2 separate regions of the Ovis aries genome follow, and region 1 is linked to region 2. Evidence: chromatin contacts called from public Hi-C data. All regions are on one chromosome and are shown on one strand. The core of a region is the stretch at or near the end of the contact, and the rest is flanking DNA. Distances in the headings are between cores, read along the strand shown. Region 1 has its middle 36 kb from the start of SETD7. Region 2 has its middle 15 kb from the start of MGST2.

Region 1 (3,678 bases), core at 908-3,407, 47 kb before region 2:
TTTCACATAGAAACAGGAAAGGATTTGGACAGGCATGAGACAGGAGAACATGGCAAAGTGAATTTATTTAAATTTATTTATTTATTTCAAGTAAATCTGGAGAGACAAGACTGCAGTGATGCCAGGACTTCATTTTGAGTGGGAGAAAGATACGGTCAGAGATGTGCTTTTATGGAAAGAGTCTGGAAGAGATCAGGTGGGAGAGGCTGGCAGCAAGGAAACCCAGGAGGGTCACCACGCTCTCTTAGCTGGAGTGGTCCTTGCCCACCGTCACTGAAAAGTACAGGTGATGCCCACTGGTATATCAGAAGTATATTTGGACTTTTTCCCTGGTTCCTGGCACAGAACACCTCAATCCCTTGGGACTTCCTGAGTGACAGTGTGTCTTTTGTTCTTCATAAGAAGCCCCCTTTGAGCGCCTCTGAGTTCATGCTAATGAGGTGACTTAATGTGGGGCTCCTAGGTTCCCTCAGATGGAACCTGGGGATAGAAGCTCCTGTAGTCAGATCCCTTCCAGACTCACCCTATGCACCTCTTCAACTGGCTGTATCTTTTATAAATATCCCTTACAATAACGGACAAATGTAAATGTTTTCTGAATTCTGTGAGCTGCTCCAGCAAACTACTGAACCTAGGGAGTGGGTTGTGGGAACTTCTTATTTATAGCCAGTTGGTCAGAAGACTTGTGATTGGTGTCTGAAATGGGGACCATGGGGCTTCAGCCCCGAGCCAGTGAAATCTGAGCGTCAGAACTGAGTTAAATTTGTAGGATACCTAGTCAGTATCTGCTGAGAATCAGAGAACTGCTTGGTGGTGTTGGAAAACATTCCAGACCACCCAACCCAGAACATTGTCCTCCCAATCCAGGGAGGCTAGCAAACCCTAGGGATAGAGAGAGTCATGTTCGGAGGCAGCTATGTCCATCTGTTGCGGCGGGCTTCTTTGAAGTCTTGGCCATTCCCTAAGTCTGGAGCCCACCTCCTGAGATCAATGGGAAGCCTGCAAATGCCAGGAGCTGTTCAGGCAGAAGGAATTCACCAACTCCTGGAGTACTTTATTGTTATCTTTGTTTCCATTTAACCAAGGGCTCTCCAGGGAGAAAAGACATTGCATCATCAAAGCCCGCTCTCATTGGCTGTCCATTCCCCAAGGGGCGGGTTCTCTTTCCAGTCGCTTAGTTCTACTAAGTATTATATGCAGCTCAGAGTCATGTCCTGTCACTTCAGTTTCCAGATTCAATGCCTCTGATGTCATTAGGTTATGGCAAGAGAGTGAGAGAACACAGTGATGGTAAATTTTAGTTGACAGTGTGATGCACCTTAGAGTAAGCTGCTCTGAGCCTCCAGTTTTCCCCTTTAAGGTCACTTTCCACTTTGCATCGCTACATTAATTCATAATGCAATATGCATGAGGGACAGGGATAAGGAAATTGTGACACTAGCTCTTCTATTTAGTGTCTTACAAAATGGGATGCAAATGAATTGGTTCCGTGGGAGCATTTCATCACAAAGCTTCCATCTACGATTCCTACAAGGATGGCTGTCCACGGGCAGATGAGTTTCAGGTGCCATCTCAGTTTTCATTTGCAGGTAAATAATTGAACTGACTTTTTAAAAAGTCTTATATAATTATGTGGAAGAAAAGGGAGAAATTGTTACAGTTTCTTTTCTCCAGACTTGAATTTGATATTCCTTTTGGATGCGAGGAGTTAAAAATGAATGTCTCCGTTTTGGGAGCAGTTAAAAAGCAACATAATTCTAAAGTAAAATTTCACTTAATCTATTAAAGAGTCCCAATCAGTCTATTAAAAAATGTCAAGAATAATATTTCAAAGGGATTGGATTTAAAAATAACCGCTGGGCACGTACTGTAATAAAACTTTTAACAGCTGGTTTATTTTTCATTCCTGTGCTTGTCTTTAGTGAAATTGCTTGGAGGTGAATAGAGCCAGAGTGATGGCCTCGGAGACAAAAGTCCTTTGTTTCTGAAATAGCAGCAAGTAGCATCCTTTGGTGATTTAGACTGTTTCTTGGGAACTTACAGCTGCCTCTAACTAGGCTTGCCCCATTCCAGGCACATTCAATCCCTCTGGGCTGACGAGGCTGGAGGGGCTGGAGGCTCTCCTGGTCTTTCAGATGTGTGGGTGAGGAGGCCCTGGAAGGCGCCGTAACTTGTAACTTTCCAAGTGAAACTGAGGCCTGAAGGCTCCTGGACAGAGCCCTTGCATGCCTATGTAGCTCTTCCAGAGTTACACACCCCACGACTTCATGGTTTCAGAGATGGAGTATCGGGCGGGGGAGATGCTGTTTTTTCTCCCTCTCTCACTTACCCTAGTTTTTCTGGAACATGTATCAGATTCACTGCAGTGATGTCCAAAGGAAACCTTCAATAAAATGGTGTTTTGTGAAGGGTTTCTCTGATTTCAGAGAGGATGGTTTATATCTGAATATTAAGAATTAAAGCTGTCATTGTAGTCTTGTGTGCATGCTCAGTCGTGTCTGACTCTGTGACCCCATGGACTGTAGCCCACCAGGTTCTTCTGTCCATGGGATTCCCCAGGCAAGAATACTGGTGTGGGTCACCGTGTCTTCCTCCAAAGGATCTGCCTGACCCAAGGATCAAACCCAGGTATCTTATGTCTGCTGCATTGGCAGGTGGGTTCTCTACCACTTGAACCATCAGAGAAGCCCCAATTAATGCAATGTTGTAATTCAAATTTCAGGCTTAAGAGTTATGCTGGGTTGGGCCCCTGGATTCAACATTCATTTGCTGCATGGCCTTGTAAATGGAAACTTTCTGAGCCTCAGTTTACTTTTCTGTAAAACTGGGATACAAAATCTACATCATAAACTTGATGTGTGGATTAAATAAGATTAAATGCATGTATACATATACAATACTTTACAATATACAAATTTATGTGTACAGTGCTTAGCACAATGCCCAGCACATGTAAACACTCAAAGTAATTTGATTTCTTCTTACCAACTTTACTTTTATAAATCTGATCCTTTGCTCAAAAGTTCCAGATCGCTGAAATCTTTTCTCTCTGTAAGATAAACTGACAGTGTGACTCTGGTGAACTAGGGTAGAGAAAGAAGTACTTCTGGTCCCCTTGTAGGGTGTCCCTCTCTTTCCTTGGTTTTGGGAGGCTCCAGGATGGGTCAGTTTCCCTGGTATCTCCAGCGCCACCCTGAGCAAGCTGAGACTTTTCTGTCAGGTACAAGGATATGGAGGTCTGCAGAGGAGCCATGGGCTGGATTCCTCTTCCAGAGGAGGGCTCTAACTGTTCCTGATAATTTCTGTCTTTTGCTGGAATTGGGAACAGTCTACTGTGCTTTAGAGGACAGAACATTTCCAATCCTTAAAAAAATCTTTCTAAAGAAGTGTCTTGGCACAGAGCGGAGACTCAGATGATCCTGGTGATGATGGTCTTTTCTCCCATCAGTCTGTTCACAACCACGGACTCCCCAGGGCTGAGGAGCCTCCTGGGAACACAGGTTCCTACCAACCTTGAGGACGACTTACTGTCAAGGGCTGAAGGAGGACTCTTTCCTGAACTGCCTCCCACCCAGGCAGCATGACTTCATCCCCTGCGGAGAGAAGAGGGCTTCGTGCCTGAAAGGGCTTGTGACTAAGTCTTGTGACATTCTGAGGTTCAAGGACCTGTGTGCTGTC
Region 2 (3,858 bases), core at 692-3,191:
GGAGCCTGGCCTGGGTGCATTCCCAGATTGAACAGACCCTCTGGCCTAATCTTGCAACCTGGGACAGCCCTGCCAACCCTCCAGCCACTCAGGGTGAGTCAGGCACATCCAGGCTGCCACCCAAGAGCTGGCTCCCAGGGAGACAGGCCCCAGAGAATGAGGGAGCTCTGTGACCTCCAGGAGCGTGCTGCAGTCGGGGCCTGCGAAGGAGAGAGACGAAGGGAAGCTGATTTTCACAGGGAATAAACGGTCACTGATGCTTTAATCAGTTCATCAGTTAGAGATCCCAAACCAGATCCATCAGGGCTACCACATGACCCCCAGAATGGACTGTTTTGTTTTTTTTTCACAATTACTTGGATTCTTTCAGCTATGTTTATCCTTAACATCACACAATTGAACTTCATGAGCACATTGTGACCACGACTTTTCCTGTGACCTCTTGGGGCTAAAATTAGGCACAAAATGCTGCCCTCTACCCCTATCCATTAGTGATTGGATCCTGTTATGGACTGACTTGTGTCCCCACAGCCCGAATTCATATACTGAAGCTTTAATCCCCAGAACCTCAGAAGGTGACTGTATCTGGAGAGAGGACCTTTAAAGAGGCAATTAAAATGAGGTTGACTGTGGAAAACAGTATGGAAGTGCCTCAGGAAACAAACCAAAAAAATATCCATACGATCCAGCAACCCCACTCTAGATGGGGTTGAAAACTCTAATTTGAAAAGATGCATGCACCTCAGTGTTCAGAGCAGCACTATTTACAATAGCCAAGATGTGGAGGCAGCCCTTCCCTGCCCCTGCCACACACACTCCCCAATAGAATACTATTCAGCCATAAAAAAGAATGAAGTAATATCATTTGCAACAACATGGAAGGACCTGGAGATTATCATACTAAGTGACGCAAATCAAACAGAAAAAGACAAATATTACATGACATCGCTCACATGAAAAACCCCAAAAATAATATAAATGAATCAATATACAAAACAGATATAGACTCACAGACAGAAAACAAACTTGTGGTTACAAAAGGAGAAGCGGGGGCATGAATCAGGAGTATGAGGTTGACTGATACAAACTATTATACATCAAATAGATAAATAACAGGATTTACTGTATAGCACAGGGAATTATAGTCAGTATCTTGTAATAATCCGTAATGGAAAGGAATTGGAAAAAAATATGTAACCCAATCACTTTGCTGAAACACTCGCAACTAATACAATATTGTAGTCAACTATACTTCAATTAAAAAAAGAATAGTAACACACCCACAAATAAAAATAAAAGGAGGCTGTTTGTGTGGCCCTAATCCAGTCTGACTGGTGTCCTTATAAGAAGAGCCGGTAGGACACGCAGAGAGACCAGGGATGTGCACACAGGGAAATGGTCACAGTGAGCCTGGAGAGAAGCCTCAGAAGTAAACAAATGGTCTTCACCTTGATCTTGGACCGCCAGCCCTCAGAACTCTGATCCTTTGTTAGGGCCGCCAGCAGACTAAGACAGGTCCCTTAGATCGGGGGCACGTGTGGGTCCCGGCAATGCTGTGATGTGCCAGGTGTTGGGCCAGTGGGTGGGAAGGGTCTGTGGGAAACGACCCGCCGGTCGCTATGGGGACCGACTGCAGACTGGACTCTGCGCACCACCCCGCCTGCCTGCTGCCCTCACTCTTCAGGACACACTATTCCCTGATGTGGGTGGGACTCCTGCCCTGGTGTCAGAGGTGGAGAGAAAATAGAATCAGAGATGTGGGTTAGCAGTAGGATGGGGAAGGAAGAAAAAAAGCGAATTCATTTATAGTCTGTAAAGAGCCAAGCAAGGATCCCAGTGGGAAACGGGGCCAGGCAGAAGGCTCCGCGTTCCTAAATAGAGCTCTGTTTTGACACTCTCCCAGCAGCTGCTCTCCCCCACGCTTGTCTGTCTCGCCAAGTGAACCGATAGAAGCAGCAGCACTTGAGCCTCTCACGGCGCCACCTGCTGGCGCTCAGGGAGCGGTACAGTGGTTCTTGCGCACAAAGACTTCTCCCCAAAACTTGGAGAAACGCCTTCTGTTGTTCAAGAGGAATAAATAGACGGGTGGATACAGACACTCTGGGGAAGAAAGCAATAGTGCAAAGAGCACTGGACTTGAGTTAAAAGTGGACTCTAGCTTTACATCTTATTCGCTGCATCATCTTGGGCAAATTAATGAACCTCTTTGTGCCTCAGTTTCTTCATGTAACAAATACGAATGACTGATACTGACAAGATCTTGTAAAGGATTCATTGCAATAAAGACCCCCAGAACAGGAAAGCCTCAGCAAATGCTTCATCCCTTCTTTTCTTCAGTCCTCCTTGTATTTTCCCTTCTCTACATGATTTTGTGAATAATCAAATGTTTTTGCTGCTGTAGGCACTGCCTTTTAAATTTTAACGGTGGAGGTGGGGGACGGGGGGTCGGAAGGACCTGAAACTATGAGTTGGGCGAGCAGGAGGGAGTGGGTCCAGGGAGTCCCAGGTGCGACTGGGAGACCCTCAGGTTCTGCCTTTGCAGGAATCAGACCTGGTGTCCTTAGACCTAATTTTGACTTTTCATTTCAGAAGAGGACCCTGCCTCCTAATGATCAGGGACAGGAGGTGGCAGGCTCCCACCACCTCAGGCCTAAAAATATTATAAGTCCATGAACGAGAGCACCATTGACAAGAAATCAGTCAAACGCACCCACGATCTAAACACGTGATGCAAGGGAGACCAGCATTGTGCATATATGGAGCATTCGCCATTTAGCTTGAGAGTGATAGGGAGGAGAAAGAGGAGCGTCGCATGCTGAAAGAGGATCCCAGCATATCTGAAGGCAACTAAAATGTTTCCCCCACACATTTAAAAAAGTAAGTAAATCTGATGGTATCTCTGCTGCTGGCACTGGGCTAGCAGGCATGTGTTTACATATGGGGGCTCCTGCAGATGCCGTGTTCTCTCCCGGGGGCTCCTTCTGCTTTCTCTAATACATTAGCCTTGGGACCCTCGGACAAAGGTCCCAAGCAAAGACTTGGAAAATATTCATTGCACAGGAAAGAAGATTCAGGAACAGGCTTGCAAGCCCTCTGGGGGCCCTGGATCAATGACCTTGACTGTCTTTTGTGTCCAGGGCTCGTGTGTGTGTGTGTGTGTGTGTGTGTGTGTGTGTGTGTGTGTGAATCACTCAGTCATATCCCATTCTTTGAGACCCCACGGACAGTAGCCTGCCAAGCTCCTCTGTCCATTGGATTCTCCAGGCAAGAATACAGGAGTATTCCCTTCTCCAGGGGATCTTCCTGATCCAGGGATCGAATCCGGGTTTCCTGCATTGCAAGCAGATTCTTTACCGTCTGAGCCACCAGGGAAGACTGTTTTGGGCTCCTACTTCTTGCCATATCTGACGAACACACAGGCCCTTCGAACTGAGCCCTCTCCTTTTATCCAGCTCCTCTCTCAGTAAATTGCACTAATGATTTAAATTAAAAGCACTAGTTTACCTGGTTACTTAGGTCTAAACAGAAATGTGAGAATCTTTACCTCCTGCCTGTCCCCACCTCCCCTCTGTATCAGACATATTAGTGCACCACGCCCAAAGCCCTTTGACCTCGTGTCTCTCCTGAATTCTCAGACCTGTGATCTACTAGATGCTGCTGTGGCTGACTGTAGGGTACCTGTAATCTGCCATCTGGGGCCCCTCAGTCACACTCCTGGTGTCCCTGGCTCCTGTCTGAAGTACCAAATTGCAGGGTATGGGGTGCTATCAGAATGCCAAATGATGCAGCCTGGAAGGCTGAGTCATGAACTTGTAACAAGTGTGTCCAGTGGTTTTGGGTATGACAAATTACCCTGAA

What was found. A called contact is a pair of places that touch in the nucleus more often than the background predicts.
Region 1: a Hi-C map of hypothalamus shows a contact between it and region 2, with 2.7 times the contacts expected there. The contact joins two enhancer-like sites. A contact is called at or near these places in 10 of 16 Hi-C or Micro-C datasets (blood, hypothalamus, liver and 6 more).

The regions. Positions count from the first base shown.
Region 1 is chr17:18,186,995-18,190,672 of ARS-UI_Ramb_v3.0, reverse strand. No RefSeq gene overlaps it. Among named protein-coding and RNA genes, the nearest start is that of SETD7, 36 kb to the left of the region's middle. Within about 2 kb of position 2,157, at least 7 of the 54 cell types and tissues checked have an H3K27ac peak or open chromatin away from gene starts, as enhancers often do. A contact at or near this core is called in hypothalamus, where this site is marked.
Region 2 is chr17:18,139,639-18,143,496 of ARS-UI_Ramb_v3.0, reverse strand. No RefSeq gene overlaps it. Among named protein-coding and RNA genes, the nearest start is that of MGST2, 15 kb to the right of the region's middle. Within about 2 kb of position 1,941, at least 11 of the 54 cell types and tissues checked have an H3K27ac peak or open chromatin away from gene starts, as enhancers often do. A contact at or near this core is called in hypothalamus, where this site is marked.